3 separate regions of the Mus musculus genome follow, and all the other regions are linked to region 1. The links are chromatin contacts, called in public promoter capture Hi-C and targeted proximity ligation maps. All regions are on one chromosome and are shown on one strand. The core of a region is the stretch at or near the end of the contact, and the rest is flanking DNA. Distances in the headings are between cores, read along the strand shown.

Evidence for each region. Promoter capture Hi-C pulls out the DNA fragments that hold promoters and counts their contacts.
Region 2: a promoter capture Hi-C map of second pharyngeal arch cranial neural crest shows a contact between it and region 1, with 2.7 times the contacts expected there. A contact is called at or near these places in 16 of 39 promoter capture datasets (the 3T3-L1 cell line, 3T3-L1-derived adipocytes, the C10 cell line and 10 more), 7 of 484 Hi-C or Micro-C datasets (the G1E-ER4 cell line, bone marrow-derived macrophages, cortical neurons and 3 more), 9 of 130 datasets of targeted methods (CD8 T cells, the NIH/3T3 cell line, bone marrow-derived macrophages and 3 more) and 5 of 9 other capture datasets (adipose tissue, embryonic stem cells, liver and 2 more).
Region 3: a targeted proximity ligation map of bone marrow-derived macrophages shows a contact between it and region 1, with 2.9 times the contacts expected there. A contact is called at or near these places in 4 of 39 promoter capture datasets (the 3T3-L1 cell line, cranial neural crest, macrophages and 1 more), 4 of 484 Hi-C or Micro-C datasets (bone marrow-derived macrophages and uterus), 4 of 130 datasets of targeted methods (bone marrow-derived macrophages, embryonic fibroblasts, embryonic stem cells and 1 more) and 4 of 9 other capture datasets (adipose tissue, embryonic stem cells, liver and 1 more).

Annotation. Positions count from the first base shown.
Region 1 is chr19:34,473,541-34,477,110 of GRCm38.p6, forward strand. It overlaps Ch25h (cholesterol 25-hydroxylase), which reads right to left and starts at 1,608. Exons shown (of 1, transcript NM_009890.2): 1 at 243-1,608. The coding sequence starts at 1,586. The coding sequence ends at 690.
Region 2 is chr19:34,368,812-34,372,381 of GRCm38.p6, forward strand. No RefSeq gene overlaps it. Among named protein-coding and RNA genes, the nearest start is that of Fas, 80 kb to the left of the region's middle.
Region 3 is chr19:34,388,405-34,391,974 of GRCm38.p6, forward strand. No RefSeq gene overlaps it. Among named protein-coding and RNA genes, the nearest start is that of Ch25h, 85 kb to the right of the region's middle.

The sequences.
Region 1 (3,570 bases), core at 358-2,857:
AGCAGTGTGAATAAGCAGTCAGCTAGCCCCTAGCCTTCTTCCCAAAGTTACTCCCTAGCCCCCCTGCCCAATACCTGACACCAAATTGCTCTTGCCATGGCAAGACTGGTAGATGCTTCAAAGAACACTGAGAAGCCACAGACACACACACACACACACACACACACACACACACACACACACACACACTTCCTTTTTAGTTTTTTTTTTAATTCATCAGGCCCACCAGGAGCTAATGCTTGTTTAGTTCATGTTCTTTTTATTTTTAAAATACAAATAAAACTTTTTTCAATATAAATATATCATTTCATTCAAAAGTAGAAAAAATATACTATAACCTTGGTCACTGCCCAGCAGGAACAAATTTGATTATTTAAAGAGTCAGAAATCAGGTCTTCTCTCAACATGTGAGGTTAGAGCCCAGTTCCAGTGCGATTTCATACATAGGAAAGTCTTGGTTCTAGAAACAAATCATTTCAGAGATCATAATGATTCAAATACACCACGCTGAATGTCTACCTTGTGTCCTGGAGTCAATGACACTGGGATAAGTTGAAATTTAACACCAAGACCACAATTAAATTCACATAGAAACATTATATAAATTACTTTGTCAGGCTGCAGAAACAACATTAGATTTTATAGCAGTGTGCATCACTTTAAAAGTTACAAACTTCTAATAAAGTAACTCAAGTCTGTTTCTTCTTCTGGATCAAGTGTACAGCGCATCGCTCTCTGGAGTTCACGCAGCGCTCACCGCAGGCGCAAAGGCTCTCTGGCAGGGGCGCGGACCGCAGAGTGCCCAGCATTTTGTCCCAGTGTGTGAAGTAAGGAGCAAAATTGCAGTTAAACTGAGAGTGATGCATGTCGTGGTGAGCCACGCCCCCGTACCAGCCAAAGGGCACAAGTCTGTGAGTGGACCACGGGAAGTCATAGCCCGAGTGGTCCTCCACCGACAGCCAGATGTTAATCACGTGAAAGGTAAAGATGGTGAGTGGGTGACACCGAAGCACCGCGACGTTCAGCACGTCGAAGAAGGTCAGCGAAAGCAGCTCCCAGAAGCTCATGTATTGGGTCGCCAGCGCGAAGGAGGACGAGTTCTGGTGATGCACCTTGTGGAAGGTGCGGTACAGCCAGGGCACCTTATGGTGCAGCAGGTGCCACGCGAAGATCTCGGTGTCGAAGAGCAGCAGGCAGATCAGGACGTGACTTAGGAGCTGGACGAGCTCAGGGGCCTCCTGGGGGAGGAGCGCCGGGCTGCGCACCCAGTGCAGCAGCGTCACCGGGAACACGAACACCAGGTGCTGGTAGAGTGTCAGCCCCAGGCAAGGCAGAAGCTGCTTTACGGAAGGCGAGAAGTCCGGGTGGATCTTGTAGCGTCGCAGGATGGGGACCCAGGGATACAGGACGTCCAGCACCACGAACGGTAGGCAGAAGCCCACGTAAGTGATGATAGAAAAGGTGACTGGGAAGATGGGTGAGCGCGTGAACGCCTCCCTTGTCCTTATGGTGTCCCAGAGGGGCTGCAGGAGCAGCTGGCTGGAACAGCCCAGGTCTTGGAGCTCCGAACCGTTGTAGCAGCCCATGCTGAGACTATGTCCCACAATTGTGGTCTCCCCAGCCCCGCCGACTTTTCTTAAGACTGTGGCCACTCCCCCCAGTGACGTCACCCTTCCGTCTCCTTCCCACCTCCCTTTCCCTGCTAAAGAATTTTGCTTAAATAACCCGAATTTTGTTCCTGTCTATGTCCTGGTTTATAGCTGCATCAAATCTCCCCTTCACGCAAGCAGCGGCCCTTAAAGCCCTTTCCCAGACGTAAAGAACTGTTTGCTTGCCTTTCAGCTGATGTACTAATGACACAGGAGAGAGCGATTCTGCCTTGGGACAGTTCACCCGCCATCACCGCTAAAAACTAATGAGTTCTTCGCTCTCAGAAGGCGCTGTTTCTCAACCAAAGCAGAATTCCCTGGGTTTTAAAATATCTGTTTTTGACTGTTTAAAGACTTATTCTACACCTTGGGGGACTCTGAGTGTGCGTACCTCACGCCACAGTGCTGGTACTGGGTCCGTTGCAGACAGGGATTGAGTCCTGTAGGAGAGGGAACCTGGCATCCTCCAAAAAAGAGCAGTCAGGCTCGCAGCCTTTTGGCGCGGACGACTCTCCCGCTCTGGTGCCCTTAAAGCCCGCGGTGTCAAGAGCAGAGATCAGATCCTGCAAGACAGCGGTCAAGAGGGCAGCACTGCCAGCCTTTGCTCTGGGTTGGAGAACGGAGGCTTAACACCCGTAAAGGCTCACTCGATTGGGCCAAACCGCAAAGGCCAGTGGAGAAGAAGATCTGAGCAATCTCATAGCCTCCCGGAACATGTCTCATCTCCCCTGCCATTTCCTTAGAGGTCCCTCAGGCTCCGACTTTTACCAACCCTCAGTTGTTCCCTACTCCTCAACTCCTGGATACCCTTTCAGACACTGGGACTGATCGTCCAGGGACTGAGCACAGGAGGTCAGTACTATATCCAAGGAGAGTGCCCTAGAGAGTGGAGCACAGAAATCAGCCCCGGGTAGCGGATACACGGCACAGAAGATCCCAGAGGAAAGCCAGGGGCCATTCTCCCAGGGTTTCCTTCTTGAATTTGTGTCTTTACAGCTGCTTTTCTCTGCTGGAAGCTAACATAGTCTTATACAAGCTTGTGTTTCTTGTGTTATTTTCCAAAGAAAACAGGGATTGTAGCTCTAGGAGCCTGCTGCCAGTCCCCCCTGGGGGGGGGGAGGGGGAGGGGATGGACTGTAACTTTTGCCTGCACAAGACTGTTACTTGTGATTCACACTCATCAAGAACTGGCTCCCACATTTGTCAGGAAGTACCCCATAACTGTGGCTTCACAGCTCTCTATCTAAGGCCTCAGCACATACCAAAGGAAATAAGGCACACAATCACTTTAACTTTGTATTTCACAGGTAACCACTAAGATATTTGGAATTAAATGCAAATAGTTAAGGTTTTTTTTAACATGAAGAAAAGATAAAAGGATATAAAAAACAAACACATATGGTAAAAATATGGTACAATAAATGGGTCCAACATATACCCAGGGTGTGTGTGTGTGTGTGTGTGTGTGTGTGTGTGTGTGTGTGTGTTATAATAAACAGGTTCATTTTATAGAGAGAAAACATACATACACAATAGGTAAGTTCATGATTCAGGCTCTTCCCATTTGGTAGATGTTCCAGAGTTATCACTGTTAGAGGAGGTGCACGCTCTTCATTCATTCTCTAGGGCCTCTAAACTGTAGCTGTGAACTGTATAGCAGCCTCAGAAAAAAATAAAAATAAAAACAATTTTATAAGACTCATTACAGCCATTATGGAAACCAGCGTGGGGTTGTCTCAAAATAAAACTAGCATATAGCCCAGCTATGCACTCCTGGCCATAAACTAAAGGACTCCACATCCTATTGATGTACAAGACTACACCAAAGAGCTAGAATGGGCATGAAAAGGGATTTGTATAGGAAACACGAAGTCACTCAAGTGGAATTTAGCTAAAGGCGTGCTTGCTGCCTTCAAAATAC
Region 2 (3,570 bases), core at 505-3,004, 100 kb before region 1:
TCTCCCTCTACTCCTCCCAGATCATCTCCACTTCCCCTCCCTTCCAGATCCACTCCCTTTTGCTCTCATTAGAAAAGAACAGACTTCTAAGAGCAAAAACAAAACTTGACAAAATAGAATAGAATGAGATAAAGCAAAAGTATGTTGGCAAAGGCAACCCATTGGAGGAAAAGAGTCCTGAGGCATAAGAGTCAGACACCTATTTATTCTCACACTCAGAAGTTCCATAAAAATACTAAGTTAAAAGCTATGATATATAGTTGGATGGCCTAGTGCAGACCTTTATAGGCCCTGTGCTTTCTGCTGCAGCCTCTGTGAGTTCATATGGACCTTGCTTAGTTGATTCAGAGGGCCTTGCTCTCCTGGAGCCCTCCATCCCCTCTGGCTCTTACACTCTTTCTGCCTCCTCTTCCGTCGGGTTCCCTGAGTACATGACTTTGGATGCAAACAGTATTAAGAAGTGGAGCTTCAGGGAAAGTGGTTAATTAGACCATGCAGGCACTGCCTTCATCAACGGATGAATAGATTGAGAGATTCAAACTTGAATTGATGGCTTAAAAATATGTTATTACACTTATTGTATGTGTACCTGCATGTGTCCTAGGACATGCATGTGGAGGTCAGGGCTCAACTGGAAGGAATCAGTTCTTTTCTTCTACCATGTAGGAGTCAGCGACTGACTTCAAGCTTTCAGGGTTAGCAGTGCCTTTCCCCTCCAAGCCGTTGCCGAGGCTTGAACAGACTTTTGGAAGGTGTGAGGGCTGTGGAAGATGCAACCTCATTGTGAAGAAGTGGGTGGTGTGGGCTGAGAGGATGTCTTATGCCTGGCTCCTTCCTGTGACTCTTCTTTGCCCTCTGACTGCTGAACGAGTTTCTCTGCCACACCCTATCAGCATATTTCTGCCTGGCTACAGGCCTCAAAGCAGTAAAACCAGTTGGTGACAGGCTGAAAGCTCTGAACTAAATAGTGGACTGAAATAAATCTTCCCCTTAAATTGTTCATGTCAGTGGTTTTGTCACAGGGAAAATAAAAGGTCTGAGTAATACATTTCCCACAGCCCTGTGTGGATGTAGAATTACTAGTTCCATAAAAATGAATGGAGATCCTGAGATGAAGAGAGTTTAACTAATCTGAAGGACTAATAACTTTTTTTGAGACTGAGTCTCACTGTGAGCTCCTGTTTGTTCCAAAACGTGCTATGGAAAGCAGGATGGCCTTTAACTTCTGAAATTAAGGATAAAGCTCTAAGCCACCAAGGCCAGCTTCAGTAAATTTTGCATACCCTTCTCCAATTTCAGAATCTATGATCCTCTGACCCAAGACACCATGATCTTGACATCCGTGCTAAATTTTCTCAGATAATGTACTTATTATGTAAATGGTGTATGTTATTATTAAATACAAGGACAATTGCTATGACCAAGAAAATTCAAAGAACAGACTAGTGGAGCAGGAATCCTGAAGATAGAGTTAAAAAAAATCAAGATAAGAGAAAATGAGGCAATTTCCTGAAAAATTAAACTACTTAATGAGATAACATTTTACCTTTTTATCTGTTTCCTCACATTTTAAAATATTACTTCAAAAATTATCGGTGACAGAAGGACTAATTTTACATGATACCTGAAAAAGAAAAACAGAAAATAATAGTCCTGTATGTGATTGAAACCTGGATGGGGCTCTGGGGACTCTTTATTGTTATGGCAACGCCCAGCTGTGAAGGGACAGAGCCACAGCCAGTCTGTTCTAAACTAAACGTGTGGTCAGATCACTTAGCCAGAGTGCAGGAAATGGCATGAAAAAGTAATTTAGACTCAGTGCACTGGTGACATCTGGAAATCACAGCTGGTGCTTAGATAATGCATATGGTGCCAGCAAGTTTGTAACAGAAAGCAACAGAAAACTTTCTCTAATTTTTGAAGGAAAGGATAAAATTAATTCTTTCACTGTTGTTTTTTATGAACTTTGATCTCTACTATTTTTTAAAGTGTATATGTGGGGGGTGGCATTGACTGGTATGTGCATGTGAGCAGACGTGCACATGGAGGCCGGAAGAGAGCACCAGTTCTCCTGGAGTTGGAGATGCAGGCCATTGTGAACCACCAGATATGGACACTGGCAACTGAACTAATTCCTGTGTCTAATTGTTTACCAGTTAGAACACCGGATATCAGCGCCATCTTGTAATGGCGATTGCAAGGGCGGCTCCTCACAGATTCCTCTTCAAAAGAAGTATTCACTCTTAACCACGGGGCCTCCTCTCAAACCCCCTTTATAATTCTCAAATTCTGAAGGACAATGTCGAGTGGAGACATGTGAACAGCGTGCAGGCTCTTTTCTTTCCAAGGTATACCTCACTTTAAGAAATGCAGTGTTTAGGGAAATGCAGCATGTTTTGAGAGTAGCTACTTTGCTTTTGTAAGTATTCTTTAGTTTAGGAATAGTATGGCTTCAGAGGTTCCTATTCCTCAAAAGCTTGCTTGGAATCATGACTTTGCAGAAGTTTGAAGTTGGGAGGAAGTCAGCTAATACCCGGGAAATATTGCTTGGGAAAGGGTAACTGAGGAAGCTCCCATTGACCCTTGTTAAGTAAAGTTATACGTAATTGATCGTGTTTCTGACTGGTCAAAAAATAGCTGAGGATGCTGCTCAGTGGGTAAAGGGCTTGCTCTTCAGGTGTGAGCTCCTCTCTTCAGAGTCCTAACACCCATGGGAAAGCCAGCCATGGCTGCATACTTCTGTCAGTCCAGCGCTCCCCAGTTTGGAGACATACCGAGGCTTACCTGCTGGACTATTGGGCTGAAAGAGAGAACTCTGGGTGCAGGGGGAGTTGCTGTTGCTGGCTCCAAGTGGAGAACCAACTGAAGAAGACATCTTGATGTCCTCCTAATGGGATTCCCATTTGTCCACACGAGCAACAATATTCACACACTGTACACAAAGCGTATCATAGTGGGGTTGGAGCAAGGAATAAGCTGAAGACACCCATGTAATTTGAATCTTTTCCTACCCAGTTAACGGTTATACTTTTCTAGAAATAACTATTAAAACACTTTCAGAAGTCCTCTCGTTGTATTTTTTTATTGTTTTATTTTAAACAATTTTTATTAGATATTTTCTTCATTACATTTCAAATGCTGTCCCGAATTATATTTTTGCATTTCCTTTATTCTGATACAATTTGGAGGTGGTCTGGCACACTTGATGAGAAGAACCTGGGCTAAACATCCTAGCAAAGAGGTCAAAAATGTCAGGAACATTGGAAGTCTGTGGTTCTGCAGGAGTACATTTATATCACTATTTCATACTTCTACAACCTCAGCCAGGATACTAGCAAGATTCAGGACTCTCTTTAAAAGGCATCTTCCTCTTATGCATCAATACACATTCTTTTTTTTAAATATTAGATATTTTTTCATTCACATTTCAAATGCTATCCCCTTTCCTAGTTTCCTCTCCGAAAGTCCCCTATACTACCCCAACACAGTCCTGCTCCCCAACCCACCCACTCCCCCTTCCTGGCCCTGGCATTCCCCTGCACTAGAGCATATAAGAAATTATCAATACAC
Region 3 (3,570 bases), core at 462-2,961, 85 kb before region 1:
GGAAGTGATTCTCAAGGAAAGACAGGAATAAGTTTCATTCTTGAGGATTGCGGTGGGAAGATGTAAAGTGGAGCCTTGATCTTGTCACGTTCCTAGTGGATCTAGCTGATTTAAATTAAAGTTCGAAACATGTAGTGTTATGTTTCTTTGTGGAAGACTTGACAATTGCATAAAAATCATCCCATCCACCCATGTGGATGGATGTGTGTTAGGCGACGTAGCATCCAAGTCACAGTAGCTGCATAGTGCCAGTAACTGGTGAAACATTGCTGGGTTTTCATAATTGCTAAGTGGGGCTCAGAATTCTCAATTGTAGGGTACCTGACTTTGTTTCTTCATCTCCAAGGCCAACTTCAGCCAGCAGATGCATTTGTTCATTGCTTCTTATGAGGGACACTTGTACATAGTTCCCACATCAGTTCTCTATCCAGGCACAGTCAGTAACCTTGTAGTTGCCAAATATCAGGTAGTATAGTCTCAACAATTATTCAAAAAACAAACAAACAAACAAAAAACCAAAAACCGAGATTCCTTTTCCCTCTGAAGACAAATGGGATTTTGTTCTGTATGATTTCTCAGAGGTTCCCCGGTAGCAGGGAATCCCATGTAGCCATAAGCAGTCACTTGCTGGTTAACAAGCTCTTGACTGACTCTTCCTTCCATGTCCTGCTTTCATCTCGCTTGCTTTCTAGGGTCATTTACAAAATTAAACTGTGTATGTAACCACTGCTCCATAAAATCCTAACAGAGCTAAGAGATTCCAATTACCCAGTGCTGTCAACTTCACTGTGCCCTCAAAGTCCGTCTGTCTCTCCCTCCCCCTCCCCTTCCTCTCCCCCTCCTCCTTCCCCTACCCTTCTCTCCCTCTCTCTTCTCTCTCTCTCTCTCTCTCTCTCTCTCTCTCTCTCTCTCTCTCTCTCTCCTCCTCTCCTCCTCCTCTCCATTTCTTTCTCTCCCATTCCCTCATCCTCTCCCTCTCTTTCTCCCTCTTCCTTTCCCTCTCTCCACTTAGGTATGCCCTTGACAAGTTTGGAACACAAGTTAGCTACAAACCAAAATAGCTCTCTTTAAGACTAAGAATCATAACAAACAAACAAACAAACAAACAAACAAACAAAAAGACTATGATTTTTTTCTTATTTTGCAAACCTCCAATTCTAACCAAGGTTTGGAATGAATGATTGATAGCAGTTCTACATCGGTGTTTAATCTAATATTCAGTAAATAGTATAATGGCAGACAAAGCCAAAGATCATGGTTCAAAGCAATTGGCTATACTCTCATCCAAGAATGGCTCTAGTGCTGTAAGAAATGCTTTGTACATGGAGGTGTAAGTGAATGTGAATTTCTTATCTTTTTTCCTCAGGAGGTCCATGGACAGTGTTCCTACTCACACACAAAGTCACATGCCTCTTATTCTACACCAGGAGCATCAACTCTTGTCCTGTTTGTGCCACATCCCTACTGTCTATTGAGGCTAATGACTTTGAGTTCTAATCAAAACTGTGCAATATTTGGCAAGTCTGGCTCCAGGCAAAAACCCTGCATATGATCTTTCAGGCCTAACCACAGGTAATTGAAGGACTTTGACCATCAGACCTTGTGAGAGAAGCTGCCTCCACCACTAACATGGAGAACAGTTGAGTGTTGTCTTTTATGAGGAAGCAGCAGTCCAGGACTCAGGCAGGACTCTCCATCTTCAGGCCACACAGCTCACGTGCCCTTCTCCACTCTTCCTTCCTGGGTTGCTTAGCTGAGGGAGCTCCTGCAGAGACTGCTGTCTTTGTGGTCTTGGCAAACAAGTTCTTCTTTTTTGACTCAGGACTTTCTCTCTTCCAGAGTCCTTCCCTCATTTAGACTCTGCCTCTACGCCCTTAAAGAGATGGGGACCCTGAGTTTTGGGCTCTTCAAGGGTAAGGTGACTTTTCCCTTCTGCACACACATGTGATTCTCACCAGTGATTTTTCTCTGGGGAAAAATAAAACTCTGGTAGAGACCTGGTGCTTTTTCTTTGGGAGCCATTGTTTGTACAGTGGGTGAACAAAGGCTTTATTGCTTGCCCAGAACAGTAAGTGATTGCAGGCTGAATGGCCCTTCAGTTTGGTCATTGCCATAGCAAGTTACCTATCCAAAAGCTCAGCAGTGCCCTGTCAGGCTATCATGGGCCACACAACTGCTCTGGGCCAACCCTTTGGCTGTCACGATGCATATGCACTCCTGAAGTAGTATCAATAGTGGAGTCATATTGTCTGAGATGTGGCAGCTCAAAACTCCTTCTTTTACACATTACCACCACACTTCTAAAAGATCAATCAGTTATTACCTGAGATCTTCTTGGCCTTTGGTGGGTTTTGAAAACTCAACTCCAAGTTAAGCTCCATCGAGTTTGTTAACCAGGCACTCATGGAGATGTCTAAAGCCTCATGGCTTTTTGTCCTATGCTGACACAGGGCTTCCACATGTTTGAAATGAATAGGAAATAAATCCTGTCACCGTTTCTCTCAATTTCCCCCAAAGACATGGTGACTTTTTTTTTTTTTAGATTCACAAGCATTTATGAGCTCATAGAAAGGAAATTCAGCATTTCCTTAAGGGGCCAGGGACCCTTTCATGAATCAAAGCCCTGGAATGTGTTTTCCACTCTTTATTTCTGAGGTTTCTTTTTTAGGGAACAGGCCTGGTGACTACTCTGAATCCTCTGGGTCCCTGAGGAATTGTACTGATAAAAATGACTTTTACATCGAATGCCACTCTCAGTGACCTTGATGGTAGAGTCTCCTGGGAGATTTTGTTAAAGAGACATACAGACATAATCAGGCAAACATAATCTCAAGGAAATCCCCAAATCATGGAGGTTTTTAAATACCACAAGTGGTATGACCTTCCTCTGGAGTGCAGTCAACTTAACCAGGGACAACACTTAAAATGAATACTTCCGCTCCCAGTAGCTAACAATTGCCAATATGGTCTCCACTGGGGAGTAGGGGTGGGACTTCATGCTGCCTCTCTTCGAAATCCTGGAGTTTAGTCTGGCTTGATCTTGCACAGGTCTTGTGCATGTTATCAGCATCTGCCGTGTGTAGCTATGTGGCTGCCCTGCTTCGTCTGGAAGACACTGTTTCCTTGTGGCCATCCCCCAGTTCTGGCTCTTTCACTCTTTCTGTCTTCTGCAATGATTCCACTCCACTTCAGCCCTTCCTGGGGCATTATTCCTTTAAATCTTTATACCACTTATTCTACTTTCCATTCCTTGGATGCCCTGCCTCCACGCAAGGCCCTTAAACTAATTTACAGACCCCAATGGGTATTCCAGATGAGCCATTCATATCTGACTCAAAGCTACCATTCACAAATAAGAGAAACTCTATGATGGTTGTCTTTCTGGGTCTCAGCTACCTCAGTCCAGGTGAGTGATTCTATCGCTATATATTTATCTGTTTTACTTCATTTTTCTTAGCAGCTTAATAATATTCTATTGTGTAATAGAATGTATTTCACATTTTCATTATCCACTCATTAGTTGATAGACATCTATCAACTGTTTTCACTTACTTGTGAATAGTTTCCAGT